Regions from separate parts of the Anas platyrhynchos genome. Here region 1 is linked to region 2. Evidence: chromatin contacts called from public Hi-C data. All regions are on one chromosome and are shown on one strand. The core of a region is the stretch at or near the end of the contact, and the rest is flanking DNA. Distances in the headings are between cores, read along the strand shown.

Evidence for each region. Hi-C and Micro-C count contacts between places; a contact is called where the count stands out from the background.
Region 1: a contact with region 2 is called in a Hi-C map of subcutaneous adipose tissue, with 1.9 times the contacts expected there. The contact joins two enhancer-like sites. A contact is called at or near these places in 4 of 8 Hi-C or Micro-C datasets (F1 follicle, liver, skeletal muscle and 1 more).

The regions. Positions count from the first base shown.
Region 1 is chr11:16,799,806-16,805,581 of IASCAAS_PekinDuck_T2T, forward strand. The region is part of intron 2 of LOC106019399 (a long non-coding RNA gene); the gene reads right to left. Among named protein-coding and RNA genes, the nearest start is that of MTHFS, 58 kb to the left of the region's middle. Within about 2 kb of position 3,661, at least 1 of the 8 cell types and tissues checked has an H3K27ac peak or open chromatin away from gene starts, as enhancers often do. A contact at or near this core is called in subcutaneous adipose tissue, where this site is marked.
Region 2 is chr11:16,752,086-16,757,960 of IASCAAS_PekinDuck_T2T, forward strand. The region is part of intron 2 of MTHFS (methenyltetrahydrofolate synthetase); the gene reads left to right. Among named protein-coding and RNA genes, the nearest start is that of MTHFS, 11 kb to the left of the region's middle. Within about 2 kb of position 1,421, at least 1 of the 8 cell types and tissues checked has an H3K27ac peak or open chromatin away from gene starts, as enhancers often do. A contact at or near this core is called in subcutaneous adipose tissue, where this site is marked.

The sequences.
Region 1 (5,776 bases), core at 2,411-4,910, 50 kb after region 2:
AGGCAACTTCTATTAACCCTCTCCCCACTCTTCTAGAAATAGAAACTTCCTCCAATGCATGCCCAGAGTTAATGGGTTATGATAGGAACATAAGGCTGTGGGCTGTTGAGGAGCTCATTTGTAGCTCAAAAACTTGATTATGGATGAGCAGAAAGAAGTAGAGACAGATGAAGGCAGACTGCAAACGACGACAACATCTGCTAACTGAACAGGCAAAGCTCCGAGTGCCAGAATCACACATCCAGAAGTCAACGAGTGGTGGGACTTTTAATCTGTGCTGGGGGGGCTCAGGAGGATCCTAGAGATTCCTTCAAGGTTTAGCCATAAGCCTAAGTGTCTACCCGACTGTTTTAAAATTAGAGTTTGCAGAGCAGGTCAGCTAACTAGCCCAGATGAGTCTGTGCAAGAGAAATTGCTCTTTCATGATCTCAGCTCTGCTACCATACAATCAATTTTGCCTTTAAGTAGTAGAAAGGCTCCCTGGAAGTTGCCAGCTCTGATTACAGCGTGAAACATCTAACCTTGGTTTACAGCAACCGCAGTCGCGTTCCCAGTGGCTTGAGATTTACTTGGCCTGAGGCTGTGCTGGGCGAAGGGGGAGAACATCCCCCCGGCACCCCTGGGGAGGTGCAGACCGCTCACACATGCCATCAGCAAGATGAAAAAGCAGCTGAAGGAACAGCTCAACATGGGCTCGTGTCCTGAAATGCAACCGCACAGCCGCTGCTCGTTTGTCCTTGGAGCTGCAAGGATTGCTTGAGTGACGGCCGAGGCATTTCACACGCCAGTAAGCACATTCTCCCCAGGTATTTCTGATCGCTGTTCATTTTGTTTGCTGACAAGTTTGTGGCAATATGCTCGCTCCGGCTAAAAATTACACACCGGCTAAGAGATGAACAGGCTTAATTTTCCTCACTTTTACACTGGTTTTGCAATCAGTGTAACTTCAATGACCCTTTACTTTTATACCAGAAATAGTACTGAGGAAATTGGATTTAACGGAGTAAAGAGCTGTTCGGTGGAGGTATCGTAGGAAGGCAAAGACAAACCAGAGACTTTTTTTCCACTCTTCCTGATTCTGGCACAGGCTAAAGGCCAAATCTGCCACCAGTACAAAACAAAGCAAACCTCAGACTGCTTTAAATGCCCTCAGTTTGTAAAAGCTGCTAAGGAGCCTTATGGTGCCATGTTTTCTGCATCTCTGTGTGCATCCCCTCCAAAACATGAGCAGAGCTGCCGTCCTGGTGCTGTAGAGATGGTTATGATCCCCAGCTGGCTGGTTTCAAGTCTCTGTGCCAGGCCAGCTACAAAGAATCTCTGGTCCAGAGACCACTGATGGGAAGATTCACTGTTCTGAGGTCTCCGAATCATTTTTTCCTGTCTCCTCTCATTTCTTCTCCCACCTGCTGAGCGTTAGAGGCTTGATCAGCCTGGTAGAGCATGCAAATATTAACATTTTCCCCCAGAAGTGCTAACAGCCACACGAACTTCTTGCTAATGGGTACAGCGAGCAGGAGATGCCACTGGTGCACCCAGCAACTGTCCCAGGGAGCCAGAGCTAACACCTGGGGGCCGTGGCCATGGGAGGCAGCAGGAGCAGCTTCCCCTCCCTCTGCATTTCTCCTCTGGAAGGACAGCCCAGAGGGACAGCAAGGAGGGGGAGCAGAAGCTGGGGAGCTGGCTGCGATCCTGAAGGCATTTCAAACCATTTCCAGCTTGCAGGAGAAAATGTTTCCCAGCAGATGAATAGCCCCAGGGGTATGCACAGACAAAACATCCTTCTCTCAGTACGTGTGTGGATGCCGATGCCAGTATCCAAGTCATTATTACTTTTTCTTTTTTTAATCCTCCCTAATTTTATATTGAGCTTAACCTTGCTTATTTGCAGACATTTGGGGTTTGTGCCCTTCTTTTATATGAACATAGATAGAAATAGGATAGGAAATCTTTTTCCTAGGGATGATGGAGAAGCGTCCATGTCTCTGCCACATCCAGAGTCCATAGGAAGCTTCTGGCTGCCTTGTTCCTGCTCCCCCTGTTCCCAGGCCCTCTTCCCGACTGGCTGAAGGTTATCTACTGGGGGAAGGTAAGAAGATAAACCCTGCTGGCATGCTAATGCCTGCTGAGTGGGATGTGCAGCCTAGAGAGCGCAAGGAGTCCGCAGCACTTGTCCTGGGCAACGGAAGGAATGAATCAATTAATCTCCAAAAGTGGGGACTTCAGAGTTGATGAATGGCACTCAGTGAATATTAAACTCCCTTTTCTGTGGGATGGATGTTTTCCAGCCTGGCAAATTTTGTCCCTGCATACTTTACAAGAACAAGCTGCAGTGCTCTATGGCTGTGACTAAGGACTGGAAGAGAGAGCACCTGCCTGGGGCGAGTTCCTGTAGCACTTCCAGAAACAACCATCCCTGTTCCAAAAGAAGATCCAGCACAATTTAAGATTGAAATCTGTTACTTTGAAGGATCCAAAAATGGTTGATTTTAGCAGGGATTTTGTTATGCTTTTTAACTATCATAACAAAGGAAATAAAATTAGCCTGCTGGATCCACACATCTGACTCCACTCACGTGGCGCAGGCTCTTGTATTTCCCAGAAGATCATTTTCCAGCCTCCTCCTCTTTTCCCATGACAGGTGATGATATTAGTATTTATTGGTTAATAAGCTAGCTTGGGAATTCTTGTACAATTTCTGAATGGGGAGAAACATGTGGCTTGTTTTACAGCCCAGCTGACGCTGTTGCCTCTCGGTTGAGAAGGATGGCTTCTTCTCCACAGCAGGACAACCCACGGGTCTGCAAGGTCTGAAGGGTTGCAGGAGCCCTCATGCAGTAATGTGGGGTCCCAAAGATACCATGAGATCTGATGCTTGTTTCTAAGAACTGGCACAGATGGGAAGCAGAAAACACCAGGCTCCCAGGACCCAGACAAGAAATGAAAGCAGAACAAGGGAAAGGAGCACAGGGCTCCTAAGAGAACAACTGCCCCATGGCAGAACTGGTGCTACCAAAAATACTTCACAGACGTTTCTCTAGCCCCTTCCTAAAAATCTGCCTGGGCATTCAGCACCAGCACTTAGCTCCCCAAGCATCCAGGCAGCTTTTGCTGGTTTCTAACGTCAGAGCTCACTGCATGGTCTCACCCCCAGAAGCGGCAGGCTTCAGCAGATTAGAGCTGAGGACTCAGCCTTTCAAGTATAAAATTGAACAAAATCTTAACTATCAGCGTATTATGTGCTCCGTGCAGCAGGCCTGAAGTGGCTCTGGAAAGGACGGAGCATTTACAGTTTTCACAGAAAGAACTTAGAGTAGATAAAGACGAGCATTAACTTCTAAAATAAGGGCTGCATTTCATATAATAACTTTCATTATCTGGTGCTGCTGGCCTGGGCTGTGTTAGCCATGTGGATTTGTGGATGTTTAACCTGAATTGTTCTGCTTGTTATCACCCTGCAGTTACCACAGGGCTCCTCTTCCACCAGCTGTGCAGCAGGAAAGTCTCATCCCTGGTGAGGTTTCCCTGCCAAGGCTCTCAGGAGCCTTCAGAACACCAGGAAGGCCAGATCCAGAGGCAGATGGAGTCAAAGGGAAGGTTTCCAGCAAAGAGAAGGGTCTTTGGATGAGAAAAGTCCCCAGAGAAGACTCCAGCTTTCACAACTTCACTTCCTTTCCTCTCAGCAGCAGCTGCCTGCGTGGCTGGTGTTTGCACAGCTGGGGAACACCAGGGCAGGGCTGGCCTTTTGGTATCCAGAAACTGCCTTTTTTGGGTTACTTCAGCTTTGGTATATTTTCTGCATAGAAGATAGGGGGCAAAGATACACTATCTGAAAGCCACTTTTCTTGGTTTGCCTGATTTTTGCCTCTCTTCGAAGAGAGGAACTGCTTTGGCCTTTGGGGGCAGGGTACGGACACTTTCTCAAAATGCTGCTAATTATACCTCAAAACTCTTGCTTAAGTTTCATTGCTTATTCTGGGCAAATTCTGCTGCTTTGTTGCAATCGTGTCAGGCAGGGCATTGCTGGGGCTTTGGTTGGACTTTGCTGGAAAAACAGGGGATAACAGTCTTCTACACATCACCTTTCCTCCCTGCTGTGCCCCCCACCTGCTCACCACACACCACTGCCCACATCTCTCAGCACACTTTGGGATTGCTGGGTGTTGGAAAGCAAGGAATTGTGCCATGACATGTTTCCAGAGGCTAAATTTTTAGCACATACTCAAATGAGAAATTCTTCTGATACATTAGCAGCAACATAAGAGAAATAGAACAGCTTAGCAAGCACGCTCTGTAGTGCCTTGCTTTTTTTCCTCTCCTGAAAAGTAATAACATAATGGTGCAACAGCTAGCTGATGAAGTTTTAAGTCTTTTTTGCAACAAATCTTCACTGAGTTCTTGCAAAGTTGTTTCCAAGTAAGTAGCCTTGTTGTTATTCTGTCTGAGTACCAAAGGTTGTTTCACTACCATGTGGAAATTTGGGAGTCATCAATATTTAATCTGTGTTCTGTTAGTACACATTTGTTTTCACTAATCCCTGCTTCTTCCCGTGATGTAGGTTTGACCTGTTTGAATTTTGCAACTTTATGTAAACTGAAAGCACTGTCATAACTCAGCCAAATGCTACTTGTAAGCATCTTATCCAGAAAAAAACATTTCACCATAAATGTATTATAGCACTACAGAAAGTTTACAGGAAAGATTGCGATCAAATAAGAGTGGGGTTTGATCTCTCTTCCAGAGGAAATAATTTGGATTATTTTCTTGTGCCCACGTGCTTGCTTTATTTCTGCTAAGATACCATCACTTTTTCTTTAAGTGTGATCTCCTTGAAACACCTGTGTATTCTCACAAGTGTTGGCTTTCTACCATCAACTGAGCATTACAGCCTAATCTTAATCCCCATTACCTCTGTTGTTCTGAGAAAAAGAATTAATGGAGCTGATGTTGTTTTGATCTCTAGATTCTCACTGGATATTTAAGAGTCCATTTGTTCTGCCTACTTATTCCATCATTACGCTGCTCAAAACCCTCCAAAATAATAATGCTCTTGTCAATCCTGCAGACTCAGGAGGTTAGGGCCAGAAGGAACCCACAGGTTTTACAGGTGAGTTTTGTGCTACTGCAATAATCTCATACAGACCGTCCCATGATCTGTATGAGGGCATTCACCTGTAAAATGCAGATTATATAAAATTTGCTTAACCACAATCTGCAGAGCCACACAGTCAACTGAGATGTAGATATGTCACCAGAAACCAAGCTTTCCTCCCACATGTTTGGGAATGAGAGGCAAGTTCAGGCACATACCTGATACAAACCAGAGACAGAATAGAATTTTAATTGATAATTCTTTTGTTTCAATTTTCCCTTAAATAATTTCATTGCAAAAGTCTGCATGGTTCAGCTTTGCCTCATTCCTCCTGCTGCCTCCCTTCCCAGCCTTAAAGCAGAGGAGTATCTGAGGAGCATTTGCTTTTTATTAGCAGAAGAGACAGGCTAAATTGGGACATGATTCATGCTTCTAATTTATGCCTTCTCTTCCTTTATTGTCAATGGCTAATGAGAGGTAATTGCAAAAGCTCACAGAGGGAGGCACTTCTGCAAAAACAGAAGAAATGGAGAAGGTGCGAGTGAGGTTGTTTTTGCAGTTCAGAGGCTTTTCATCCCATTGTTGGTCTGTTCATGGCTTGCCAAAGTTGCTGCTCTCAGAGCTCAATGTAATTTCCAAAAGTCAGAAATCGCTTAGGTGAATCAATACATGCAGCAGTACTCTGGC
Region 2 (5,875 bases), core at 171-2,670:
TTCAAGATGAACCCCAATGCAATGATCTAGACTCTTTAAAAGATGCAAAGGATCAACGCTGTTAATGAATGCTGCTAATAAGTATGCATTCAGTCATTTGTTTTCTCCCTTTTGTTCAAGTTAGAGCGGCAGGCCTTTTTTGCTGTACATTATTCCAACTATGGTATGACACAAGTCGTAATTTCTGTATGGGCTCTTTATCACTGTGATGTTCAATGACTTAAGAATACTGCCTGGCAGTTGCTGAGGACCAGCAGAGGCTCAGGATGCTGGGTTCCAGGCTGTGCTGTTGGGAAGAGTTGCCCCCAGTGAACACAGACTCTTTTGCCTGTCTTTCCAAACAACATGGCTTCTTCTGTGTTCCCTCCAAAGTGATTGCTTCCCAGGCTTGTCTCATGCTTGGGCTGGACCCCCCTTTTCCAAGTTTTAATTTCTCTGCCAGCAGAATGCCTGCCTCCATTCCTCCTGCTCTTTGCCCAGCGTCTGTGTCTCCCTCCCTGTGTCCTTCTTGGCCTTTCTTACCAGACTGCCCATTTCCTCTTCCTCCCAGTCATAGGCTGTCACTTCCTAGGCAACTGGGCCAACATAAATAGCTTGCCACAGCCCAAAGGAAGGAGATCATGTGTTTTCTTTCACTTGTCTGAGTCCAGACATACATGATTCCTTGTCCCAGTTTTCTCATTTCCTTCCTCACTGGTGTGGCTTCTTTCTCATTGCCTTAGAAAAAAAAAAAAAGAAGAAAAAAAAAAAAAAAGAAACTTTTCTGTAAAACAGCACTTGTACTAAACAGCATAAAATTGATTCTGGAGTTCAGGTCTGGGACCACCAGCACAAGAGAAGGACACAGAAGAAATTTGGAGAAGGCTCTAGGGAGACATCACAGAGGCCTGCCAGTGCCTAAAGTAGGCCTACAGGAGAGCTGGGGAGGGATTCTGTGTCAAGAAGTGTAGTAACTTCATTTTAAACAAAAAAAGGAAGATTTAGATTAGATATTTGGAAGAAATTCTGTACTATGAGGGTGGTGAGGCACTGGAACAGGTTGTCCAGAGAAGCCCTGCCCCTGGAAGTGTTCAAGGCTGGGTTGGATGGGGCCTGGACAACCTGATCTGGTGTGAGGTGTCCCTGCCATGGCAGGGGCTTGAAATTAGATGATCTTTGAGATCCCTTCCAACTCAAAGCATTCTGTGATTCTGTGATTCTCATGCAGAGTTTTGTGATCCTTTCTTGTGGGCACTGCTGGATTAAATCAGCTGCTGCCCTCTCTTCTTGTCTTCTGTTTGTCCCAGCCCTCTGCTGTGGTGCTGGTACTGTTATCCGTGTGGCCCCACTGGCACGGGGAAACCCTCTGCCAATTTGGACTGGTGCAACTAAAGGCTTGGCAGGAAACTGGTGATGAGGGGTTGCATAAACTGGTGACTAGAAGAAATGTCAGTGAAACTCCAGCCCTCATTTCCTTCCATGTTTCAGTTCCCAGTCTCGGCCAGTTAGAGGGACTAGGGCAACCCCTGCAATAAAAGTCCTTCTGAGTCCTTCTGAGTCTGAGCCTGCAGCTCCATGTGTCCTTCTTTGCCTCGCTGCTGGCCTAGGGAGTTCTCCCTCCTTGCAATTTCAGCGTATTCCCACCCCGGCCTCTCTGTGGCAAACCGGATCAGTGAGCATGGATGAAAAAACATTTTCTTCCTCTCTGCCTGTTTTGGTTGGGAATTTTGTAACCCAAATAAGTGAATACATCCAGTTTGCCACATGACCTTCTTGATGCAGGGTGGGTGGGATGGGATTGAGTAGCCAGGATGGAGACGATGTCCCTTATAAACTGGCACTAGTTGCTCGTGAGCTGTGGGGCTATCTGTGTGCTTGCAGCTCCAGCAGTGGTAGAGAAGGTGGCATCCTCAGAGAAGCCCAGCATTAACCCTAATAAATCTTCCCTAAGATGTGCAAATGGCAGATTTTCAAACATTTACAATATTTTATAAGACCAACTCAAATGGATTCGAGTGGCTAAAGCCAGATCGTTGACGCAGAGGCTACTCTGATCAAGTTTTCTACTTGCCCCAAAACATGGAGCAATAGAGGTTTCCTGGTCATTTTTTGCTAGCATTGTTCTTAGAAACCAGTGAACCATTTTGCCTTGAATAAAAAAGAACATAAAAAGCTTGGTTTGTCGTAAATGCCCAGACTGAAAAATATAAGCACTTGGAAATATAGCATCTTATATATAATGGCGAATGCTGAATAATCTGGTACTACTCTCCTGGAGAATAATGTATTTTTGCTTCCAGAAATGAATGCATTAAGAACTGGACTCGTATTTTGTAATTTCATTTGGAGACTTCCAGAATTTTTAGTGTTGGAAACAGTAGTGGCCTACTGATCACAATATTTGTGTTGTCTTCAAATTAATTAGTGAGATGCTAACTAGATAATCCGTGATATAAATACCAGAATATTTATTAAGGAAAAATCCAAAGGTCAAAGTGAGGAAATGCTAACATATGTCTGTCTATCAGTGACTTACTGCTGCTTCATTTTCACATAGCCCTTTGTACATTAACTTTTGAGGTTAGAGCAGTTATATTTTTCTGTCCTTACAACCTGCAGAATACTTTGAGCCTTGCTGTGACATAAATGACAACAATATGCTGATAGCAGGAATGGACAGGGCCAGTTTACCTGTGTGGATCGTATTTGGTTTATAAGAGCTATTTACACTGGGAAGTGTGAGCCTCTTGCAAGCAAAATGCTGTCTACTTCTAGACTACAATTCCAAGCAAATCCAAGTAGTCTTTTTTCCAGAATGACGATTAACCCCATTTTAGACTTTGCCATTGGGATCTGCCCTACAGAAATGTTTTAGTCTGTGAAAGCTCTGTTTCACCTGTCATTAAAGTCCCACAATTTTGTTGCACATTCGAAGAGTCTGCATGTGCTGCCAGGAGTGATGGCCTTTTGATGACATTGCTATTCTGTCATTCCAAATTTTAGCAAAGTTCTTCAGAAGTATGGCTGAGGTTGTGGCAACACAGTCTCAAGAGGAAGAGATTAATTTACAGCTGCAAAGTAAAATAGGATGTAAAAAAAAAGATAATGGGTTAGAACCCACTTCCTCTCCTGCCCCCCTCAAAAATGCACCAGAAATTGGAAGATTTTGAAATATAAGGCTCATGAAAGCTTAGAAATAAAAAGCAGTACAAAGAAAAGCAGTGTCTTGAAGCACAGGGAAGGTCTAATAAGCTACTTCAAACCCATTGGAGGTTGTAGAGTTGTACATGGAGGCATAATGGGAACATACAAAATGGTGTTAATCATTCTGAAAAAACACTTGTGGTAAATAATACTCGCGGGTAACTGTGACATATTTAAGTGATATACACAGATTGGAAAGTATCTGGAATAAATGAAATACAGGTTTGTGGAAAGCAGACGTTAAATATTACTGCTTAGTTAAAAAAAAAGTGAAGTGATTGAGGGTAGTATTAGATTTTCTTTTCCTCTGGGAGTCTTGATTAAAACTTACAGTACAATATATGTCAAGGGGTAGATTACAATTTAAAATCTTTTTACACTGGTCATAAAAAAGAAAATCTGAGACCATGGGATGAAACAAAATTGAAAATTGAGGCTTAGCTCTTAATATAATTTATTTTTTAATGATATGATCAGAAGTTTGGAATGAACTTCTGCTTGGAGACAATGAGCCATAGTATTGTGATACGCATGAGGAGAGCAAATTCAGTGCAAGTGAGGCGTTAACATTCTGGTGGTGAGTCTACTTGTGGAGGGAGGATGCTGCCCCCACGAAGTGCAGGGTCACAGCACTGGCCATTCAGTCCAGCATCGTGAGTTTTACAAGATGTAGGAGACCTCACAACTTGTAGCTATGTTGCAATAGCTGAAATTTCTTCCTACCACTGCAGATACAGCTCCTGGCTTATCCCCTTACACACAGGTTCTGGTTTTTCGTTACCTGTGGGCATTCTGGTCATTCCTATAAGCAACTATTTTTATTTCTATTAAGCCCTTGGTTCTGCAACATTCTGACAGCAGTGAGTTGTAGTCAGTTAGTTGTAATGTGAAATATTGTGTTCCTTGTTACATTAATATTACATTATGTTCCTATGCTATGTGAAATATTATGTTCCTTGTATTCATTTTGAATTTGCTGCTTTCAGTTCAAGTGATACCTCATTCTTCTACGATAAGAAGTAAATAAGGATGTTTGATTTACTTTCTTTTTATTATTCATTGCTTAGTTAAACCTGTATTATATCAATTGTACCCTTTTTTTCTTTACTAAACATTTTCTGTTTTCTTATTCTCATATGGAAGTTTTCTAGATCTGCAGCAGTTCCACCCATTGACCTGTCAGCCTTTGCAATTTTGGAGAAAATATGCCTGAGAAAATGTTTTATGCTCAGGTGAAGAAATATTGTGAAATATATGTAACGACAGTGTACAAGTTAATTCTTTCTGTATATGCCATAACACTGCTTTCAAACGAGCTTGCTGGGCAGGCTTTTTTTACTGGGTTCCACACAGGTATCCCACAGCTACAAGTCATTACAAAAATGTCTGTTCCAGTATTCCTGATCCATAAAACAGACGAGATAATCTTTAATTATTCTGTATAGGGTGTTCCCTAACATGAAATGCTAGGAAAATACTTGCTTGGAAATAAAATAGTTCAGGTTTTGGACCCAGCTGTGGCAGCAGCTGCTTCCCCCAAGGTTTTTCTGCATTCCTGCCTTCAGTTGCAAGTTGCACGACTCCGTCCCCATGCCTGCCCTGCAGTCTGCACCACCTTCCACAGCTCTGGAGCAGCCTAATAACAATCAGCACCCAATTTGCTGGGCGAATACTCATACTTTTAGGTGGGCTTCTCCCAGTACTTCTGTTTAGAGACATTCTTGCTATGATTACACAGAATCTCTTCTTTGAAAGACTTTCGGATAAAAAAAAAACGTTGAATGCGAAAGTTGATGTGTTTCTGTGGTATCACTTTGTAATGTCCTTTTGGTATGCTTTAGTCCTGAATTTCTTTGGTGCAGACTAAACCATGAACACTGTGGTTTAATTTTAATACTATCTATGCAGAGGTATCCTGCAGTGAACCTGGAGGTCTGAGAGCTCTGGAATACTCTGGTTTTTTGCTTTTGTTAAGGTCATTAAGGCTTTAAAAGTGCTTTTCTTTGTAATCATCCTAAGATTAACATCCATATTTGCCTTCTTGCAGAAAACATTCTCCCTGCACTCAGCAAAACAACAAAAAAGATTACTTCTTCTGTCATCAACTAATGTTGAAAGAGAAGTGAAAACAACATAGGCGCAGGCTTTAAATTCACTGCAAGTGACTCTGAAGTGTTTTGTTTCAGAGAGCTATTTTGCTAGTGTGAATAGTGGTATTGTCATTTTCTTTACACTGTTTCCTAGGTACAGGAGTTTTTCAAAACCAAATAAGAGGTTAGGTTATTCTGTGGAGTGTGGCATGGGTCTGTATACCAAACTAGTACAGGGGAAATGCAAACATGCATCTTTGGCTGCATTAACTAATCCACAGATTTTTGTCTCCCTTTATTTTCCTTTTTGGATGGGAAGAGGTGGCACTGAATTTTTCTCTGTGCCTTTGCTCACATAATCTGGATAATCTGGAGGACAGGAGAGGACGCCTTTACCTGGTGTTCACCTGTGTATGGTGATGTGGATTGAAGATGTAGTTTGGTGAGACAGCTGAACCCTGCAGCTGGTGCCAGGAGGAGCAGTCCTGCTGCCTTTTCTTTGCTTCCAGCTCTGTTCTCCCCTTGTCCTCACAACAATGCTGATGTCATCTCTGGTGAGCAGATTTAGCTCAAGAATCTGGCAGAAAATTACTTTTTTTTTT